Linked DNA regions of Mus musculus: region 2 is linked to region 1. The links are chromatin contacts, called in public Hi-C maps. All regions are on one chromosome and are shown on one strand. Each heading gives the region's core, a stretch centred on a gene start, on an enhancer-like site or on the middle of the called end of the contact. The rest is flanking DNA. Distances are from core to core; before and after follow the strand shown. Region 1 overlaps Prkce (protein kinase C, epsilon). Region 2 overlaps Prkce (protein kinase C, epsilon).

Region 1 (4,549 bases), core at 1,256-3,755:
AAGAGGGGGCCCCAGACTTATTTCTATGGTGTTCACGTAAGGTGCCACTTAATATATACCAGTTACAAGTTAAGAGTGTCTGCCTAAAAGAGAAAACCCAAGCGAGCAGGAAGTCATGGTGACATTTGCCCATTGTCTGCTGGTTCTCAGAGAGCGGGGAAGGGAGCCAAGGGGAGGCGGGACTAGTGTGGGCAGCCTCCTCCTGGTCTCTTGTCACCTGTGACACTCCCTCCAGCCAGCATGCTGCCAGCCCTCACATTTCTCATTGATAGCAAGTAGGTGGAATTTCTATGATGTCCCATGGATACATTAGGCATTTGGCTCTCTATATACCTTTCCATTTCACCATCTCTAAGGTATGGCGTTCATTGACACTGTTCCAGAAGGCTGCCATAACTCCAGCTGTCACATATTCATTCTAAGAGAAAGGCAAGGAAGGCGTTCTTGTTTGTTTATTGTGTACACGTGTTTGCGCACATGCCCCTGGCAGCACTAGTTCCAGCACGCATAGGTATGGCAGCCAGAGAGAGATGTCAGCATCTCTGCCTAGTGCACACATCTTATTTTTCAAGTCTGGGTCTCCTGCTGAGCCTGGAACTTACCATGCTCTCTCCTGTCTGGCTAGTGAGCTCCAGGAGCCCTCTTGTTTCTGCTGCCCGATTCTAGGATTACAAGTGCCACGACCCTGCCCAGCTCTCTACATGGGCGCTCGGGGTCCAAACTCAGGGCCTCCTGCATGCATTCCCACTTCTTCCAGCCAGAGTTGTCCTTGGGGATGGGGATATAGCTCAGTTGGGGAAGGGCTGTGGTGGGGTAATGAACCCTAGGCTGTATGACTGCCAGGAACTCATACACTGGGTGTGGTACTGGTGATACCCGTAGAGGGGAGGTAGAGGCAGGAAGATTGGGAGTTTTGTGATTAAGGCTTTTGGAAGCTATGGAAGTTTGAGGCCAGCTGGGATTGCATGCTACATCACATCAAAAAACAATAAGAAAAAAAGATGGCAGCAGCAATGACAAAACAAACAAACAAACAAGGGGCTGTAAGATGGCCTAGCACATGGAAGCCCTTGCTGCATAAAGTCAAGTTCAGGCTCTGGAGCCCAGAGTCTAGGCCTCTCTAACCACTAAGCTATCTACCAGCAGTGATTGGTGTGAAAGCCACCTATACCCCTTAGCTTGTAATCCCACTTCTAAAATGTTGTACGAAATGTTCGTGTGCAGAGACATGTTGAGCATGTTAGGTGCAGTGTCTGAGTGGCCCCTGTTGGTCTGGGTCATACTGCTCACCCAGGAGCTGGGAAAGGGCACTCTAGTTTCCAGACCCACTAGCAGCTCAGCAGTGAGCCAGACTACCCAGAAACAAAATCGGTACTGCAGTTTTGGACATTGTCCTTGTATTTCAGCAAAGGGAGGAATCCTCCTTGTCGGGCAGTCGCCCTGTGCCTTGCCGTGCCAAGGTGAGAAGCCTATAGTTTCACTTCAGTGAGAGAGTATTGGCCTAGTATCTGTTGAGTGATGGTGTTTGGTTCCCCATACCATGGGAAAAAAAAAAAGAAAGAGAGAAAAGAAGAAAAGAAGAGTCATGTTGGGGCAGTTCAGTTCTCAGTCTCTCGCTGTCCTGGTGCCCAGGGCTCTGCTTGAAAGCCAGGGTGAAGGGGGTTGCTGGTAGCTATTATGGCCCTGCCCCTTGGAGATGGAATGCTAACACTCAGATGATACTTACCGCCTAATTGGGGGGCGGGGGGGGGGTGGAGAGACTCCTGCTCTCTCCTTATGGGAATGCCTGCGGGCAAAGCCTCCTCTGTCATCTGGGCCTCAGCAGGTGAGAAGCCCTCTGATTGGACATTCACACCCACATCAATTTGACTTGGGTAATAATACAACCTGTTACTCAGCCCATCGACATAATTATAGGTAAGGAAATTGCTAGGGGAGGTCCCTGAGCAGTCAGAGGCCAGAAGGAAATCTTTTCAATTAATTAATGAGTGGGTAGGTTAAAAAGTTTTAATATACATTTTAGAAAGTCTCGAGTGAAATATCAGAGTTCTTACCCCCCCTCCCCCGCGCCCAGAAAAGAAGAAAGGAAGTTTGATGTTCAAACTTTCGTTTTTAAGCTTTCCTCTCCTTTGAAATATTATTTTGAAGTGTATCTAGGTTTACTTCTGCTTCCCCACACAACTCCAAAATAAGGTTAAATAAAATAACTGGTTTATAAACAGTCAAGGATAGATGTTAGCAAAATGAAGAGAATTTTGGATAAGTATCTTACACATAACAAATAGAGCATCATTCTGGGCTTCGTTGATGGCCAGTGCCTAAACCACCAAACGATTGTGTTGACTTTGTGGGTTTCTTGAAAGAGACCAAGAATGTAGATCATCCCGGACTTATGTAACAGCGCAGCTATTGCCTTGCTAAGTCAGGGAAAGCAAGGAGCAGAGAGAGCAGGCGGAAGCAAAGCTCCTGACTGAAGACCTCATGTTCGCACTGTTGTGGTGAGTTTATAACTTCACCTGTGGCCATCGCTCCTTGATCCCTCAGCCGGTGTGTCATAGCTAAAGGGACTGCTGTGTCAGAAGGTGCCTGAATGACCTGTGCGGGCACGATTCATGAGAGTCATTGCCTTTGGGAGTTCACATTTCAAAGCAGATGGAATGGTGTGGCCCAAACATAAGAACACAAGGGAAAAAAAGAGCATGGCGTTGGGGTAGGCACGGATGAGCCATGAGGCATTCTTTGTCTCGGGAAACCTCATCAAAGAGAGGGGTTAGAGCAGCCGTGGAAGCGCTGAGCCTTTCCTGCTTTATACGAAGCGAGAGGTGGAAGCACACTGGCGACAGAGATGAATTCACAGACCTAGATCTCATAGCCTTCAAGCTAAAGCATGTCATGTAGATGAAATAGAAAGCATCCAGGCCCCACTTAACTAGGGGAGCCAGAATGTGGGCATGAGCACTGGAGGAGAGGGCTGACATGAACCCAAGGGTCAGTGGGTCAGGCCTTTCATTCCCCTTGCTTTCCTTAGGGTGGTGTGACAGCATTGGAGACTCGGGCTTGATTTCTCACTAACCATGTCTCCGTGGGTACTGCTGTATCAAACATGTGGCCCCTGTTAAACCCAGCAGGTCACAAAGTCAAAACCACATGGGAGTGGGACGGGGACTTGGTAGGAGGAAGGAGGCATTGGTGGGCTCGGAGGGATAAGAGAGGGTTGAGGGATGTGTCTGACCAGAATGTACTGTACATGTGAATGAAAGCATCAAAGAGCACGTTAATTTAAACGTTGATGTGATTTGCTCTGCTTTTATCTTCTGAGTCAGAGATGTGTGTGTGTTTATATTAAATATATATCGACTATATTGTATATATTGAAGCCAGTAGGATACATATATACTGAGTCCCCAAAGAAACCAGATATTTCTACTCCATATCCCCCCTTTCCTGTTTGCTTTCCTGGTCGCACACAGGTAATCTATTGGACACTGTCTTATTCATGATAACTTAACCAATTCCTAGGAATTGTGTGCAAACCTTCTGAAGTGGCCAATCGGGATTCTAAGACTTTTGGGTGAGTCTCCAAAGAAACTAGATATTTCCAATTCAATACAAACATGTATACACACATATATGTATATACATATACACACAGACACACACAGATACACATATATTCCACAGACACACATACCATATATATATACATATACATATATATACACATCTATATATATCCATCTATATATATCCATATATGTATGTATGTATGTGTGTATGTATGTATGTATGTATTTATGTATGTATGTATATATGTGTGTGTGTGTATATATCCCAGACTCAAACACATTCCAGACTGATTCAGTCCCACTCTATAGTTGAGGGATATCTTGAGATTTTGATCCTCTTGTCTCCAGTTCTCAAATGCTGGGGTTACCTACATGAATTCCTGTGCCTGGCTACTATAGTAGATTTTAAGTAAGGATTTATACTGTTTTAAATGCAATAGATTTGCAATTTCTTAATTATATTTATATTTTCATCATTTAACAACTTAATAGAAGAATACCGTAAGGAATTCAGTAGTGAAAAGGAAGTGGTCGGCAGTTAGCCCCGCTCTTATCGCAGACTCCCTTCCTTCCCAAGAGGCTGGCGCCTCGTGTATCGTTCCAGAAATACTCCGGCCTGATTACACGTGTGTCTTTGCTTCCCCTCTTATCTATAGACTTAAGAAGTCGTTGTTGCGCCCATCTCGGTTTACTTTCTTCATTGTAGTGATTCCATACAGGGCAGCCACCCACGGTTCAATAGGTACTTTAACCCGTGTTTATTTTGTTTGTTTGTGTAGATCTTCTCTTTACTTCCCTGCAGCTCTTGGTCTCCATGACTTCAGCAGTTAATTTAGAGAGGTGCCGGAGATGACTGAGCAAGAAGGGATGGTTGTTAGAAATCAGATATGTCACCCTCTTGGGAAAGACAGATCTAGATGTTATCCGTTTCTGACCACACTTAGGTGTGGAGCAAGGCAAGGCTGATACAGGTATCCCTCTGT
Region 2 (4,549 bases), core at 1,124-3,623, 230 kb after region 1:
AAGGATTTCTGTAGGGCCAAGGGGTTCTATCAGGAGAGTTTGAGTATGTGTGCTTGGGCCGAAAAGAAGCACACAGAAGAGAGATGGCTGTGGAATGTGTCTGTACACAGGGCAAGCGTGTTGGACAAAGGGAGCTAAAAATTCATTTGTGAGTTGATGAGCTTAGATGTTTTCTTTACTGTTGGAGCCCAGGAAGTTGGAGGGCTGTCAGTTACCCTTTTCACTGCTCTAACAAGACACCAATGAGCAACTTAAGAGTCAGGTCTTTGTGGCAGGGATGGTGTGGTGTGACAGAAGCCTATGACAGACCTTCTCATGTGCTAACCAAAACAGGAAGTAAAGAGCTGGGAGCAGGGACAGAGCCTGGTTTTGACCCTCAAAGCCCTGGGTTCTGTGGCTCACCTTCACTAACCAGGCCCTGCCTCTCAAGGTTCTGCCACCTCCCAAAATAGTAAATAACTGAGAGCCAAGATTGAAGAGCACATACGCTTATAGAGGAACATTGCACATGAAAGTGTAACAAGGACTGATACTCATTCACACACACACATCCCACATGCACACACACACACACACCACATGTACACACACACACACACACACAAACATACACCACATGCACACACACATACCACATACATACCACATGCATACATACATACTCGAACACACACACGACATGCACACACTCACCCCACATGCATACACACATTCACACACACACAGCACATGGGCACACCACACACACACACCACAAGCACACACCACATGCATACACCACATATCACACACACTACATACACACACACCACACACACACACATACCATGTGCACACATACAACACATGCACACACACCACATACACACCACATGCATACATACACACTCAAACACACATACCACATGCACAGACACCACACACACACACCACATGCACAGACACCACACACACACACCACATGCACAGACACACACTCACACACTATACATGCACACTCACACACACACACACACACACACACACCATGCACACACATACCATATGCACACACACACACACACACACACACACACACGCACACACACGCACGCAGACACCCCTGCACATTGCCTTGTTGGGTCAGACTCTGTGCTAGTCACCTCCACGTGCATTACCTGGTAGATTCCTCACTGCCTCCCTGGGGAGCAGGAGTTAGCTCCTCTGCTTTAAATAGTCAAAAAAGTATTGTATAAGTAGAACACCTTCCCTCAAGGTTGCACAGCAAAGAGATGAAAGTCCAGCTCTGTCTGACAAGAACCGCTGAGACTGTTTCCAGCACCGGAGGCAGAACCTGGACCTCGTGTTCACAGGCAGCACCCAGCTGTAAGTGCTAGCCCAAGGGTATGCCACCTGCCATGCCACTTCAGATCAGGGGGAAGGGCACTGGAGAAGGAAACTCATCCCCAGAACTGTGCGTCAGCAGGAAGGCAGTCTCTTGAAGAGAGCCAGTTCTCCTTCCTGCAGTAGATGGGAATTTTGTCATCTCATTCCGTAGCCAAGCCCGTAATTGCTACCTGCCGATGGATGTTGGGGAAAGGCACCACTTTATCCTTCCATTGGCTATAGGATGACTTCAGGTGGTCTGTGACGTGCCCAGGACTTTACACAGGTGCATCCTTCTGAGGAAGCAGCTGCCCACTGTGGCACCTTCACTAGAGGAACAGAGAGGGTGTCGGCCTGCCTGGGCGGTGCAAAGTGAAGAGCCCCAGTGTACTCAGGCTTGCTTGTGATGTGCCTAGAATTAGGGGAAGGCTGACTGGCTTCTGAATGTCATTTGTAGGGCTGTAAGGCCGCACCCCTAGCCATTAATCCCTTGACTGCTAAGGTCCTCTCTTCCATCCCTAAAAGCCTTTCTAGACTCTGTTCTCTAAGTACCGGGTTGTAGAGCAGTGGTTCTCAGCCTTCCTAGTGCTGTGGCCCTCTAATACAGTTCCCCAGGTTGTGGTGACCCCCAAACATAAGGTTATTTCATTACCACTTCATAACTGTAATTTTCCTACTGTTATGATTCATAGAGTAAACACTTTGGAAGATATTTGCTAAAGGGGTCATGACCCACAGGCCGAGAACTGCTGTTTTAGAAGGACTTAGGTAAAGTACGATGGCCTAAATGGTAATCTCTGTAAATTGAATGTGGGGTAAGTGGTCTGGTCCTGGGCATCGTTGAGACTCCTAGCCTTGGTGCTGCACACTGAAACAGAAAGTGAAACTTCTTTGGGTACATCATCCAGGCTCCTTGTTCGGCCCCTCCAGCTTGCAGGGTATGGCAGTGATGGAAGAGCCTTCTACTCAAAGGCTGCTAACCCTGCCCTGAGAAAGGTGATGTGTTTTCTGTGGTAGTGGAACCACTTCCCGCTCTACCAGCCTTAAACTCTGCTTCCGCTGACAGAGGCCACCTGGGGGCTTCTCCAGCAGCGCTGCGGGGCACCTGTCTCAGCTGTGATTCTGCTTCTTGGTGCCCTTTGTAGACGGAGCAGCTTTTCATAACGCTCTACGGCTCAGTTTGGAATTGTGCGTTCTCTTTGCTTTCCCCTTTTAGAAGGGTTAGATTTAGCCCTGGCACACCAAATACAAGCCCTCCCTTCATCTCCAGGGCTCTTTCCATCCACCCCTCCCCGGGCAGGCTATTTACAGACTTGTCATGATCCGCTCGTCATCCTACCACGAGGGTCAGTCCACCAGTGAAACGAAAGGAAGGAAAGGCCCCCAAGCCAGCGAATTTGGGCAGATGAGCCTTATATAACACGTGCTAAAAATATGCAGCTAATTGGACTAGAGAAGTGAAAAACATGAGTTGCGCCTTAGTCTTAGTCTGAGACACTAAGACACGATAGAGGAGCATTTCCCCCCCCCCCCTCCAAGTAAAGATGCCCACATATAAATAATCCTACTCCATGTGTACTCTCCATTTTGTACCTTTGTAGCCATGCTCAGTTCCCACTTAGTCCCCACCCCCACCCCAGGGACCATGTTTGGGCAGCAGGAACCAAGATTGAGTAAAGATGCTGGGAGCATCTGCTCCTCTTTGGGAGACAGAAAAGTGTTTAGGTGGGTGACTTAGCAGTAAGATGCTAAATAAAGGTCCTACTGTGACGCCCTCCAAAGCTCGATGCTTAGAAAACTCCAACTCTCAGGGGGTTCTTTTTACTCTGGAGATCCATCAGCGATTTGTTTTTCTTTCTGAGAATTGCATGGAACACTGTCTTCTAGTTCCATGTCTCTGCGCCTCTGTCTCCCCTCCTTCTGCATCATTCATCTTTACCCCCCTGACCTCTTGCCTCTGTCTTCTATGTGCTCAGGCCTTCCCTGTAGAACTATAGTGTACATTAGTTGCGTTTACTTCCTGCATTTCCATAGAACATCCCCCCCTGGGGGTGTGGCCTGGCTTTAGTGCACTGTGTTCCTGGATGTCCAGCCTAGTGTCTAGGCCAGGATGGCTCCAAGTACTTTGCATTTATGAACCATTCAGTAAACCAATGGGCAAACCAAAGGTTACATGCTGTCATTTCTGGAGAATACAATGTGAGCAAAGTCTACTAGTATCCTTGGCAGGCAGGTGACACTCCCAATTCAGCATATCAGTCACCCGATTGTTATGCTACGTGACAGCCCAGAAGAAAAGCGGGGACCTATGGAGTCTAAAGATAGCAGAACACCATGTCATGGGGTGAGTTAAAAGGGCTTGGCTTCTGTTTTGGTGAAACACTCGGGGTTAGAGAGTCACAGGGTGATAAGTCTGGAGGTACGCTGCTCCTGCTTGTTGGTTTAAAGATGGAGTGGGGGCAGTGACCAAAACTACACGGTTAGTGACAGATCCAGAATAGTCCCTGGTGATTCACCTTGAACATCCAATAAATCTCACAAACATAGGAATGACTCCCGAATCCAGTCCTACTCGGACCCTGTCCTGCCTGTTCCTGGTAGGACAGTGATCATATATTGCTTCGTGAAACCAGAACGTCTGCCCACACTCACGCAACTCCCAGGGAGGCTCCTGCTGTCTACCTTTTAGCACAAATGCCTCTTACAGAGTCTGAAGATGACCTCACACTTGCAGGTTGCTCATGGACCTGACTGTCTCGTGACTGATTTAGGGAGACTACCATCAGCAGATAATTCATGGCGCCTGGAAGGAATCCACTCAATGTATCTGTTGTACGGCTGGCTTTGTGTGCCTCAAAAAATCCATGGGTACAAAAGAGACAGCAGGTGAGAGATCAGAGCTGCCCCACTGGTGGTTCCTCAGGAGGTGGCTATAGGGATATTTGAGGACCTGAGGCAAGGGGATGTGTCTACGTTTCTCCTGTCCACTGCCCTGCTCTGGGTTACAGTGCCCACGGGTTTAGCTGAAGGTCGCTTACCATGCTTGTTCAGAGGCTGCTAAGCACAGAGTTGTGCTCCTGATTATCTGTGTTCTTATCTGTACCTCTCGTAACTTCCCTGGCATTGACGCCAACTCTGAGATCCCGACAGACCCCAGTTGGGGGTTGCAGAACGAAGACCAGGG

The links. A called contact is a pair of places that touch in the nucleus more often than the background predicts.
Region 2: a Hi-C map of CD8 T cells shows a contact between it and region 1, with 1.6 times the contacts expected there. The contact joins two enhancer-like sites. A contact is called at or near these places in 2 of 39 promoter capture datasets (the C10 cell line and liver), 12 of 484 Hi-C or Micro-C datasets (B cells, the C10 cell line, CD4 T cells and 8 more), 7 of 115 datasets of contacts at active chromatin or transcription factors (Th17 cells, bone marrow-derived macrophages, cardiomyocytes and 4 more) and 1 of 9 other capture datasets (embryonic stem cells).

What each region holds. Positions count from the first base shown.
Region 1 is chr17:86,204,091-86,208,639 of GRCm38.p6, forward strand. The region is part of intron 1 of Prkce (protein kinase C, epsilon); the gene reads left to right. Among named protein-coding and RNA genes, the nearest start is that of Gm52296, 37 kb to the right of the region's middle. Within about 2 kb of position 2,506, at least 19 of the 459 cell types and tissues checked have an H3K27ac peak or open chromatin away from gene starts, as enhancers often do. A contact at or near this core is called in B cells, CD8 T cells, Th1 cells and 1 more, where this site is marked.
Region 2 is chr17:86,435,403-86,439,951 of GRCm38.p6, forward strand. The region is part of intron 2 of Prkce (protein kinase C, epsilon); the gene reads left to right. The region is part of intron 1 of Gm30284 (a long non-coding RNA gene); the gene reads right to left. Among named protein-coding and RNA genes, the nearest start is that of Gm30284, 7.3 kb to the right of the region's middle. Within about 2 kb of position 2,374, at least 134 of the 459 cell types and tissues checked have an H3K27ac peak or open chromatin away from gene starts, as enhancers often do. A contact at or near this core is called in B cells, CD8 T cells, Th1 cells and 1 more, where this site is marked.